Linked DNA regions of Mus musculus: region 1 is linked to region 2. The links are chromatin contacts, called in public HiChIP or PLAC-seq maps. All regions are on one chromosome and are shown on one strand. The core of a region is the stretch at or near the end of the contact, and the rest is flanking DNA. Distances in the headings are between cores, read along the strand shown. Region 1 overlaps Gpm6b (glycoprotein m6b). Region 2 holds the start of Gemin8 (gem nuclear organelle associated protein 8).

Evidence for each region. HiChIP or PLAC-seq counts read pairs in DNA pulled down with a chosen protein or histone mark.
Region 1: an H3K4me3 HiChIP or PLAC-seq map of neural progenitor cells shows a contact between it and region 2, with 6 times the contacts expected there. The contact joins the enhancer-like site here to the promoter of Gemin8 in region 2. A contact is called at or near these places in 4 of 39 promoter capture datasets (embryonic stem cells, hippocampal neurons, liver and 1 more), 1 of 15 datasets of contacts at CTCF or cohesin (large pre-B cells), 4 of 484 Hi-C or Micro-C datasets (cerebral cortex, cortical neurons, embryonic fibroblasts and 1 more), 18 of 115 datasets of contacts at active chromatin or transcription factors (T-cell acute lymphoblastic leukemia, bone marrow-derived macrophages, craniofacial prominence and 10 more) and 5 of 9 other capture datasets (adipose tissue, embryonic stem cells, liver and 2 more).

What each region holds. Positions count from the first base shown.
Region 1 is chrX:166,383,805-166,386,776 of GRCm38.p6, forward strand. It overlaps Gpm6b (glycoprotein m6b), which reads left to right. Exons shown (of 8, transcript NM_001177955.1): 7 at 131-196. It also overlaps a transcript of Ofd1 not described here. Among named protein-coding and RNA genes, the nearest start is that of Gpm6b, 41 kb to the left of the region's middle. Within about 2 kb of position 1,262, at least 14 of the 459 cell types and tissues checked have an H3K27ac peak or open chromatin away from gene starts, as enhancers often do. A contact at or near this core is called in neural progenitor cells, where this site is marked.
Region 2 is chrX:166,168,995-166,172,171 of GRCm38.p6, forward strand. It overlaps Gemin8 (gem nuclear organelle associated protein 8), which reads left to right and starts at 1,460. Exons shown (of 4, transcript NM_146238.4): 1 at 1,460-1,556.

The DNA.
Region 1 (2,972 bases), core at 12-2,511, 210 kb after region 2:
TCAAAGGGCATGTGGGTCTGTGCCCAGGCTGGCAGCCAGTAACTGTGAAGGACAGTGAAGCATCATTCCAGAACACATTTAAGGCCCTTCCTGCCCCACAAAATGCTCATGGAGCCCTATTCTTTCCTAGTTCTACATGTCCTATCACCTGTTCATTGTGGCTTGTGCTGGAGCTGGTGCCACCGTCATTGCCCTGGTGAGTATCCCAGAACCACCCTAGTGTAGCATTCCTTCCCTACCTCCGAACCACAGGTTTCCCTTTCAGCTTTTACCAGCAGATGAAGCAAAGGATCTGTGTATTCTGCTGTGGTTAACTGTTCCCTCTGTAAACTTACCGAATGTCTAGTTTGCAGGAAGTACTAGTGGCTGTCTTGGCACCGACTGATGCAATTTGGACACTGGAAAGAAGAGAGGGTACCAACACCTGCTGACTAGGCATAGCATGTTGCCTTATTGCACTTAGCAATTAGTTCCATGATTTCATTCAGGGACAGAGACTCTTGTGAGGCACTGCCCATTCTCTGCAAAGAAATATTGACTTCCAAATAGAAAGGTAATATATAGTTGATCTCCTTATGTGCAGAAATAATCTTCTATAAAGGCAATATAAATGCTAAGTTGTATATATTGAACACAGCCTGCTGGAGAAAATAGAGGAGGTTCTTGGTCATGTCCTCCCATGTAGATTTCAGTGTAAGACACCTTAGCGAATACTGTTGATATATTACTAGTGAGTTCATGGGCAACATCACTATCACCCATGCCTACCTAAAGGTTCTGTCATGCACATTAGCTCTGGAAGGCACTTGTACCCTTTTCTTGGGAACTATTTTAGCAAATGTGACACTGGATGCTTGTTTACTGTGGGTGCAAAACAAGTGCAGCAAAGTATCACTTCAGTAGACCTCAGCTGGGACTGTGCACATAAGGGCACTCAAATCCTTAAGTGCTTTGAACGTGCCTAGTCATGGGTGAGAAAATACTGGTTTGGTGATTACATATTTTACAAGTTGCCAAACTTGGAATCTGCACATAATGAGAATCAACTTATAAGCAAACAGGCTTGCATGCATGTTTGTTTTGCTTGGTTTATGATTTGTAGAAAACTAGTTTGAGGTTGGGAGACTAAAGAGATTTCAGCTGCTTGGGGATGACCCATTCTCCGTTTTCCTAAGCATTAAGTCATTCCTTCCCATGAACTCACCATGGCCGTGACCTGTTCTCTTGGCTGAGCAACAGGCAGGAAGACTAATTGCTGCTGAGCAGGCAGTTTGGGACAGATGGGAAGAAATAGGGCCCTGAGCTTCATCTCTTATACTGCTGACCCAGCTTGCTATCTTGTTATTCTTGAAATCCATCCAAGGCTTTTTAATAAGCTTACTGAGGGCAGAGCCAAAGGTTTCCATTATGTATGTGTGCTCAGAAAAGAGGCATGTGCTAGACGAGAGAACTCTTCTGCTTTGAGGAGAAGGTGGGGAGAAACCCCTCAGACTGAGCTGGCACTTAGCCCTGTCCAGTTTTAGAGGTGTCACACCATCACCCTCACTGCCTGTATCTTACCGCTCTGTTTTGTTCTCTTCCACCAGCTGATCTACATGATGGCTACTACATATAACTATGCGGTTTTGAAGTTTAAGAGTCGGGAAGACTGCTGCACTAAGTTCTAAATCGCATAAGGTCAATAAGGAGCTTGATTTAGGAGCTCAATTCTGTAGCATGAACACCACTGACACTCCAGACTAAAGCGGAGCCTAGGTTTCTGCAGTTTTGCTACAGTAGTTTGTAAATAGCTTCAGTTAACTCACTTTGCATGGTAGACTAAATAGGACTTACTGTATGTGAATTACAAAAGAATGGGGTCTGGCTATTCCCACAGTTTGAAAAGGATTGTTATTTACTGACTCCGGTAAGCATCCTTTGAAAAATAATTTTCTTGAACTTAAACTCTGAGCAGTCAGTATCTCTCAATGGAATATTAATACCTTGACACACCTGTCTTTTCCGTTAGTTTTGCTTGCTTGATAACCAGCCTTAGTGACGGGAAAGAGAACGAGTGCCAAAGGAGGAAAGTTAGAACCTAGCTTTCATTTTGTCACACCTTTCTAGACAAGATTTTGCAAGTATAGTTAAAATTAAGTTTAAAGATTTTTATAACACATGGTTGGCTCCTTACCAAATAGATGCCAAGTTAGGCCAGATAAAAATTTGAAGGGTATCACCCATTTGATTTTTCTGAAAAAAAAAAAAAAAAGATTACATATTTTTGATACAACACCATCACTTCTTTAGAACCCACAAAACTGGTAACTTTAAATTGTCTTGCTGCATAGCAACTGTTCCCTCATAACTAGGTTCTTAAATTACATGTAAGATTTTAATGGGAAGAGAAGTTGGGCCCAGAGTTGAAGGTCTCATCTACGTTGAGAAGGAAGTATGGTATGAGAAGGGAATGTGGCCTTTAAGGAAACTGAGCTGTGTAGATTTGCTTCGGGCAATGGGAAAATACATGGGAAGGATGTGTATGCCACAGGAACTGTAAAGAATGATAAGGATTTTTATGTGAAATGAACTTAGAGGAAATGAAATACTGGCAGTTATAAAAGGGAGAAAATAGTTTTCATTGCTAAAAAATTGTTAACATATAGACTTCATACTTAGCTTTTAATTTTGGTTTTGACATTCATTTAATTTCTTCATGGTAAATATATACTTCTATAGTCATTTACTCAAAATGAACATTTTTCACACTTTGTAGGCCTTTGGGGGGATTTTTTTTTTTTTACCCACAGATAAGTCTTTGCTCCACATTTTTAAACATAAAAAGCAACATGTTTCTGAACTTTTGCATTTGTCTTTTAAAATTACTCTCAAAATGGTGAAAAACACTGTCATATATTTCATTTTTACTTCTTAACAATAACTTGGTCATTTTATTCCCAAGTTCACTATATGTGCATACTAACGTTTCTTCA
Region 2 (3,177 bases), core at 210-2,709:
TGTCTATGATCTCTACCCAACCAATTGTCAATTTTGTGAAGTAAAAAAACTGTGTTTACCAGTGTATATTCACTAAGTAAAATATTACTCTCCTTTAGAATTATAATTTATGCCACATATATAATTTCATGTTCTATTGAACAGATTAATAAATATGTACATATTATTAAAATATGTACATAAATATTAAAATATGTACATGGAATTCATTTTACTCTTCATTTAAGGTAAATTCTCCTTCCCTAAGGCAAGGATTTTTTTTTTCCTCAAACAGCTTCATGCATCCCAGGTTGACCTCAGATTCACTGTGTAGCCACAACAACCTTGCTTCCATGCCCAGAATTCTAGGATTACAGATGCGCCAATATGCCCAGATGTGAGATGTTATAAAGGAATGATCCAGCGCATCATTCATGCTGGACAAACATTCTATCAATGAAGCTACACCACTGCCAGGTTAAGATTGCTTAAAATGTGAGTTAGTTAAGGCAGGCTTGTTGATACGCGTGCCTGTAATCCCAACAGTCAAGAGACCGGTGGATCTCTGGGAATTCAAACCAGCCAGGGCAAGATGATGACCTTCGACCCAGCTGAAAGTGAGACAGTGTCAACAACAACTAGACAGTTCACGTATTTTTTTTTCAATATTAACTCTTTAAAATGTACTGTGGAATTTAGTTAAGCACATCGAAAATTCTCACATTTAAGTACCTCAAAATCACGTGTGCCTTGAAGCTACAAGACACTGCAGATACTTAGCATATAGTAGACATCTGGTATATGTTTGCTAAATATTCTTTTATACTACTTTGATTCACCAATATTACAGGAATGATAAGGTAATAATGTCCCACTACTGACATTGCCTAATTATCTTAGCCTTTGGCATTTAAATTGTTTCCTATTTTCACTTTTTGGAATAACCATGCATCTGGTCCAAATCTGGTTTTCCTAGTAATAAATTCCTGCAAAATATGGCACATTTTGCCAAATAAGCCCACTTGGCCTTCTAGTAGTTCATCTTTGGTTACTAAGGACTCTTGTGCAACTCTAGAAGGGCATGTACTGCTGACGATTATAATGACAGAAACACTAGGTACAAATTAAGGTTCATAAATGTCAAGCTGACACAGATCTGAGTGAATCTGTATTTTCAAAACAATTTCTCACCTTCCATTTTAGTTAAGAAAGTGAAAAGAAAGTAAAAGCTAAAGAAGAAATAATAATAATAATAACCGAAAGCTGAGGGTGCAATTCAGTTCTGATCCCCTAGTGCCCAATAGCTAGCTGCCGGGACCGCCCAAACAAACGAATTCGCTTCCTGTGCCGCCCTTGACTCTGTGTAGCCACTGACACGACGTTACGTCACGGATAAGGCGGGACTTCCGTCTTTCAAGCCCCGTACCGGAAGCGAGCTCCTTGTTGCCCAGGCAACCCGAGCCTCCCGCTCTCCTTGTGTCACTCCCCCACTTCTCCCGCCCCTTCCTCCTCCCCACCACCAGAGCTAGGTCCGTTGTTGCCCACCGCCCGAGATCTGCCAGCTGCGTGCCCACGAGGTGACTTCGGGGGCTGATGGGTTGCTTTTGGGGAGTAAGGGAATAGCGTGGCGGACTCCTGAAGCTTGGAGTACTGGCTTGGCGCTCATGCTGTGGCTTTAATTACCATCACCCGGCAGCACGAGGAGGTTGCCTAGACCCGTGAGAGTCCCAACCCCTGACAGACTGTTAAAACTAGTTCTAATTTATGCTCTCAAGCCCTATGTGCTTCCTAATCCTTGGGTGCCTGCTGAGAATTCTGTTCCCAGGCCCCCACCTCAGACTATTCCAGTTCAGATCTTGAGAAGTGAGGCTCAAGCATGGGAAGGTTTGGGGTTTTTGTTTGTTTTGTTTTGTTTTAACTCACAGTGTAATTCAAACGTGCTGTGGATCACAATGTTGCAGGAAGTCTGTCAGGACACGTTTCTGCAGAGATGTCTAAGCTACTGGCTCATTTACAAAAACAAAACAACAAAAACCTGAGTTTCTCCCCCGCCCCCCTTGCAACTTTTGAGTTCTGTAGGTCAGAATTCTTAGTTGATGTTATCTTAAGAACATTTGACAGTTGCTGTGGGTAGCCAGAGTTCTGAACCATTTTCCCTTTTTTTTTCTGAAATGATTGTTACAAACTCGTTGCACAAATTAGGCTCTGGACTCCACTGTTGTTGGGGTTTTTATTTGCTTGGGGGGGGTTGTTTGTTGGTTTTTGTTTTGTTGTTGTTTTTTAACTAAAAGCCAGAACATTACTCAAAATCTTAAGACTAAAAGTTACAGACACAAAGCCTCTATGAATTGTGAGATTGTGATACTGTTTGAAAGTACAATTTATGCTAGCATGATTCGTCAAGATAACAGTGTCTTTGGGATGGCAGTGGAAAGAGAAACCATGTGTATATGCTTTGGGTAAATCTAACACGTGCAAGTTCACAGTAAAGTGTATGATCCCTTCTGTTGACTGCTGGGCTGGGGGGAAAAATCAACCCAAGTTGCAGAGAGGCAGGCGTTTCCATCGTGAAACTGTTTTACAGATGGCAGAGGCTTATTGGTGTTTCTTCAAGTCCAGCGTTTAAGGAGAAGTTAAGATAAGAAGGATGGCAGGAAATTAAACATAGCTAGAGGTTAGATAAGAGTTCTCAAGCACACTATAGAACTCTCAGAATTACTTCTTTATGTTGGGAAATCCACTCATAAAGCACTTGGACAATCAGATGCAGACTGTAACATTTAAGGCCAGATGAACTGGAAATATATTAATATATTTAGACATTTGGAACTTCTTACTGATTGTTGTTTTTAGTTACTGCCCCTTAATAATTTGGGGGAGCACGGGTAGGAGAGAATATTATCAGGATATAACAGACAATCTCAACAATTCCAGTAGCCCCCAAAGGCAGGAGATTATACCTGTTATTTTCTCTGGTGGAAGAAAAATGGGACCTCTAAAAGGAATAAAGTATAGCATCTATCCCTCCAAATAAGTGCCCGGAGCAAGTACAGTATGCAGAAAAGAATTTAGCATAGAATTATCAGAAATATGTTTATAGAAAGTAATTTAAAATAATTCACTGGAAAGATAAAAGTGGTCTTAACTACCCAAATTACTCAAGATTTTTGCTGCTGTGCCAGCAATTGAGTGTGTGCT